Regions from separate parts of the Zea mays genome. Here region 1 is linked to region 2. Evidence: chromatin contacts called from public Hi-C data. All regions are on one chromosome and are shown on one strand. Each heading gives the region's core, a stretch centred on a gene start, on an enhancer-like site or on the middle of the called end of the contact. The rest is flanking DNA. Distances are from core to core; before and after follow the strand shown.

What was found. Hi-C and Micro-C count contacts between places; a contact is called where the count stands out from the background.
Region 1: a contact with region 2 is called in a Hi-C map of leaf mesophyll, with 3 times the contacts expected there. The contact joins two enhancer-like sites. A contact is called at or near these places in 2 of 25 Hi-C or Micro-C datasets (endosperm and leaf mesophyll).

Annotation. Positions count from the first base shown.
Region 1 is chr1:104,527,303-104,530,503 of Zm-B73-REFERENCE-NAM-5.0, forward strand. No RefSeq gene overlaps it. Among protein-coding and RNA genes, the nearest start is that of LOC103644829, 47 kb to the right of the region's middle. Within about 2 kb of position 1,644, at least 17 of the 20 cell types and tissues checked have an H3K27ac peak or open chromatin away from gene starts, as enhancers often do. A contact at or near this core is called in leaf mesophyll, where this site is marked.
Region 2 is chr1:104,065,946-104,068,829 of Zm-B73-REFERENCE-NAM-5.0, forward strand. No RefSeq gene overlaps it. Among protein-coding and RNA genes, the nearest start is that of LOC100278967, 52 kb to the right of the region's middle. Within about 2 kb of position 1,601, at least 19 of the 20 cell types and tissues checked have an H3K27ac peak or open chromatin away from gene starts, as enhancers often do. A contact at or near this core is called in leaf mesophyll, where this site is marked.

The DNA.
Region 1 (3,201 bases), core at 394-2,893, 460 kb after region 2:
GAACTCTAGATGCAGGTAACTACTTAACCTGATAATAAAAATGGATTTTTAAGGATCCACTCATAGTAAGCTTTTTGCAAACAGAGTCTTTGAATTTTGATGAGCTTTACCTTGATTCCCAAAAGCCAGCATATCCTTGAGAGTCTTTTTCCTTTGACGATTAAGACTTGCGAACATACACTCCGTACTCAGGGTTTTCAAACCCATGTTGTTGTAGGTGATGAAAGGGCGGAGTTCTGCTGTTTCTGTTCTAAGGTGGTGCCGAAGCAGGCGGAAGAACACTAAACTTACTTGGGGGAGGGTGTTTTGCCTCCCAGTTATGTAATAATAAGTTCTCCACTCAAACATCCGGTTATGTAATAATAAGTTCTGCACTCGGTTATTTGTAATGTCTGCGTGATGGGTTAAGCGCTCTTGGGCGATATGATGAATATACAGATAACCGAACTTGTCGAGTCATTATGCGCACCTGCATGACTATCTGAGGTCCTTAGGACAAGGACATCTGTGGGTGGGCATAATACATTGGGAGGTTCTGTCACAATTATATAATAAAATTCCGTACAAAATAGCTAAGTAAAATACAACTTAGGACGACAACGATCCTACGCAACTATAGTTGACTGAGAGACGACAGCCTAGACCTCTCCGAACTCATTATTACATCCTTCATGCACTTCAGGTGGTACCTGTTTTTCACACGATGTGATTATAGCAAGTGTGAGCTCACATACGTTCATCGCTCGGTAAATGTGGAGAATAATATGGATGAGCTCGTTATGGTGGGGTCATGTGTAGTGTAAGGCTTACCGAGGAAAATGGTTAAGGTTGAGCATTGCTTTTAAATAAGTTGGTCAAAATTTTATTAGCAATTACTAAGCGTAAGTAGATACCAACCCAATTAAATAATTGATCATAATGAATAATAAATCCCACAATGCAACGCATGACATGTAAAGTTTAATTTTATAACTTACTCATGTGAGGGTCTGAGCCGCTAATGACCGAAAAGCAATAGAAAAACTACCCAATAATTCATTTGTATGCAAGGTGTGGTGTAAACAAAGCTAGGTAACCTATTAGGTCCTATCATGTTAACTTAAGCTTGTCACGGTGATTTTCATGAACATTATTAGGTAAAAAAATATGATCAAGGACACAACTTGCGTTATACCTGTGATAACCTTGTTGTCCAGATGTTGCCTCAAAAGATGGGCATCAGATTCCTCGTCGCCTTGCCTCTACTTGTAGAAATACATACAAACAAGCAAATGATGAATACAGTTACATAACATTACAACAAAGCATAAGAACAAACCACGTAAAAATATTCTACGCGTCGCTACGTAACCGTAGGTTCAAGAACTACTAGGATCTGAGTTGAAACAATTAAGTTATGAATTTTATAAGATTATCGAATTGTTTTTGTGCTAAAAACTCAATTTCGTATTTAAATAACTGATTCTATATGATTTTATACTGCAGATACTTATTCCCTAAAACGCAGGGGACATTTTGTGAAAGTCTGGACCTAACCATAATGATCTTATACCTTTGCTGGACTACGGGTTTATTTACAAATTGTACAGGGTCTCTTTAGACAAATGACCATAGCGAAGGGGTACGTTTTTTTCTCCGTCGTCCGATCTAGAATCTACGGACCAGATTAGATCTCAAAACATAACCGAACAGGTACACATGTCCTCCGATAGATCCCATCGAACGCTCACGATTTTATTAGGTTTAATCAAGTTCTACCTGTCAGATTCTGAATCAACGATCCAGACCCGACCTACAAATCGATATGCGATCTCCTAACCTCATACGTTGGTACATGATCCAACAGCCACGACTTCCATCCAACCAACACACAACGTGCCTTACTCCCTCCCTCTCCCACAGCCAGCCAACGGCGGCATTCGCCAGCCATGGCGCAGGGATCACTGGAGCGCAGCAATCCGGCAGTCTCGCGACCCAAAACCGATCTGAGTGTCGCTACACTATGCACAGAACAAGGTGATAACTACAAGGAGATTCTTACTGGCGGTGGAGGCGCCTGAGAGTGTAGCCCACAGGGGTATGGAGACACCACAGCTACGGCGAACAATTCGCTGTGCCTTGGTCATGCCCCGAGCTCAGTTGACCACGGAATAGACTCCGTGAAGCCCGACGATGCTCCCGGACCTCCATTTGGCTTTTGAACAACGCCTCGGGGTGCAAGACCACGTTGGCGGCACCCATTCTTCCCCGACGCTAATGGCAGCTCTCATAGCTTTCGTCCCTTGGTTCCTCTAATCGACACTTGGTTCATGGGTGGCGCGTTGAATGGTTCCAGGGTGTGGGTGTGGGTGCGGGCGATGGTTTTTATGCTCTGGAGCCCACAAATTTTGCCATGGAGGAGCAGCTGATGATCCTGTGCGACTTCAACTGAATCCCTTGTTTCCGTCGAATTTGTTATGGAAGGAAGAGGACAGTTCGGATGAAGCGGTGCCATGCGCTAGTGTCCAAATAAAGTCCGCCGCGCTGTGGGACTCGCCGGTCATCTGCCTGGGCACACGTAGGCGAAGATCTGTGAGACGACTGGCTGACAACGCGAGACCACAAGTCAGTGCTGGCGCATGAATGATAAAGCTGACCAGTGGGGTCCTCCTGTCAGTGCACAGAGGGGAAGGCTGGGCCGAGCGGTGAGGGGAAAGGGAGAAGATGGGCTGGCTGGGCGGTTTGGGCCGAAGAGCGCAGGTACTTATATTTTTCCTTATTCGTTTTTTTGTTTTCTATTAGTTTTAAATATTTTAAATTTAAATGAGTTACCAATTCAACTGTAGATACAACAAACAAAGAAATCCAGCATGTGACTAAACATATTTATAGTATTAGTTATTCTTATCAATTTAGGCAAATATTTTAAATATGTAATGCACACACACATGCGATATTTGCTTCAATAGTTCATAAAAAATTTTAGTACTCATTATGTATTTTCCTCAATATAAAATGCTTTACCCCCTTTTAGAATATAATTTATATCCTAAAAGAATAGACTTATCAATTAGTTAGTTTGAGATACATTTATATTTATATAATTAGGTTTCAAATCAAATTCTAGTCTTTAGTAGAAAACATATTTATTCTAAGAGATGTGATTTGAAAGATAAGAAAATTATTATACTTTTATTCAAATTCTATGGATTTTTTTTTCTA
Region 2 (2,884 bases), core at 351-2,850:
CATTAAGGCACTGAAGTATGGCAGGAACTACTACAAAAAACAATTCATCGTCTTCTTTTTGTTGTAATTGCATGAATTTCCTAATTTTTTCCTTTCGATATTCCATAATCTTGTTACTAGAGCCCATTATCTAAAAGTTGCAAATAGTACATAACTTAGTTATAGTATTAAAAGTTAGTAAGATAACTATTATTGAACTGCTAATATCATATCTGTTTGGACAAACATGGAAATATAATGCATGTTCTCAAAAGACATGTAACAACACAGCAAACAGATAAATTGATTTAAGAACAAAAAACTGCAAGTCTGCAAGTAGACCACCTCAAGTCTGCAAGTGTAGGGTACATATGTAGCCAGTAGCATGAAAGAAAGCCATATAAAAACTGAACTGCTAAGATAAATATTATTGAACAGAACTGCTTTCCCATTTCAAAATATTTGACGAACACGACTTACAATAAATCTTAAAATTAAAAGACCCTAATCAGATATAATCTTTTAGCATTTGACCCAAACTATGTCGAAATAATGGAAGCTTAGAAAATATCTATAGTGGTCCAAACAGCGTGGCTCTAGTTTAGCAAGAATTGCAAAGTGTGCAAAGGGGTCGGCCGAGGGAAGAGGAGCACCTCCGCTCATGGCTCATGCCCACGTGCCTCTGGGTGACTGGGATGTGACTTAGTTTAGGCTCCAACACTGACGTGTGTGGCTTGCCGCTCGCCGGGTGGAGAAAATATTAGAGAATAGGCAACAACAATCGGAGAACAGACAACGACAACAGATCTTCCTCTTACCTCTCTCCTTCGTAGCTGCAGGCCGTGTCAGCGGCTCCAGGTCCACTACCGACACGTCCCAGCGATGGAGAGGGGTGACGAGAAGCCTGAGCGAGTGGGGATGGATGTAAAGCCCAAAATTTGTATAAGGGAATAATAATAATAATAATAATAATTAATAAATAAATAAATAAATAAAATAGTAAAGTGAGATATCTCTAATTTATACTTCAGATTTGGATTTTGAGGACTGAAATTGCGAAACAAAGAATGAATAAAGAAAGGTTTTCTATCCAACTAAATAATTATTCATTTCGTTAAAAAATTAAACATTATAAGCATTTATTTAAATGAGTATTGATACATAAGGATAGTATTAAATTTAGATGACTCAAATCAAAACTGGATATTTAAAATTTTAAACATAATTTGAAACTCATAAAAATAAATAATAGGAGGTTTGCATATTTATTTGAGTGAATACTCCTTTCATCAATGCTATACTTAGAGGCATTTATTAAAGTAAGTAATAAATAAAGAAGCAAAAGAAAACTTTGCATCATGCTGGATATTTTGATTGTGCATGATAACTTTGACCCTAAGTTTGAATTACAAATTTGAATTTGGAATGGAAAATAAAAATAGAAAATGAAATCTGAAAAGGAATAAAAGAAAAATGAACTCCTGGCGCTTTGGGCCGAATTTCATGCTTCCGGCCCAATTCTACCTCACCCGCCAGCCCAACGCGTCACCTGTGCACCTATGGAATTACTGCCTGTGCCAGGTGGGCCCTACCTGTCATTTCTCTTTCCCTTCCCTTTTCTCATACAGAGCCACTTGCGTGCGGGCCCACATGCCGGTCTCTCCACGGCTGCGCGCGCGTGTGTACCACTGTGACGTGGGGCCTAGTTGTCGGGTCGGTCTTCCTCACCACGCTCGCGGCGATTCCACGACAAGGAACTTCGTAACAGACTCGCGCGCGCATCGGGCATGCCCAACAACCTGGGCCGAGCCCTATTCTGCCCCTGCGCTCGGCACCCTGCCTTATATATACTCCTCCCCGGTTGCCCTAGTTCATGGAATTAGATGAGGAGTTGAAGAACGAAGCTCAGGGAGGGCATGTTGTTGCGCCGCGGTACTGTCGAGTGCGTGGGCGAGGATGGTGGGTGCCTTAAAATCAGGTAATGTGTCCCTAGATGTATTTGTTTTGTCCTTCGCGTGGGGTAGCTTTAGTAGACGTTGAGCCTGGGAAATCGGAGACTCCATGGGGCCTTGCCATCCATGGCGCCGCTGCCGTGGGCTCGGGCGCCGTCGGGTCTGGCCGGTAGGAGGAAGAAGCACTGGAGCCGTTGGATCAAAGTCGTATGACTCGGATTAGGCGCAGGTATACCACTTCGTTCATCCGCCCTGGACCGTTGGATGTTAGATGGTCGTTTAGGAGTAAATCCATGAACTGGTGGGGGAACTTTAATATGAACCGTAGATCTCTCATGAACGCCCGAGATTAGATCTAGGTGTTTTAATTCTGGGCCGTTGTGGTAGATCGGATGGTCCAGCCAGCTTCGTACCCCCCTTCGGTCGCCTATTATGCTAAAGAGACCCTGGGGTTTTACAAAATTAACCCGCCGTCCACGGAAAGCACATAGTAATTGCAGTTGTACCCTAAATTTACAAATTGACCCCCAAACTCCCTGGTTATTGTGTGCACAGTTTAGAAGCTTAGGAAATTAATGGAAATGATATAGAAAATGGTTTTTGTGCATAAAAATATATCTAGAACTTATTTAATTCATAGAAATTCCATTGTAACTCCTTTTTAATCCGTTTCAGTTGCATTAATTTTGTTTCAATGTTGTCTATCATCTAGTAACTCTGTTTAGTCATGAAACCTATATCAAAATTATCCACTTGATTTATTCTATACCAGACATTTAATATTTTCGGAAAATCGTAACTCGATAACCGTAACTCCGAATTTAGTGGTTCTCAAACCTAGGGTCTCGTTAAGACGTGTAGAATATTCTTATGTAGTTTGTTCTTATGTTTGGTGTGATGTTAATTTTGCCTATACACTGTTTGTCTGTATTGCTACGACGAGCAGCGAGGTT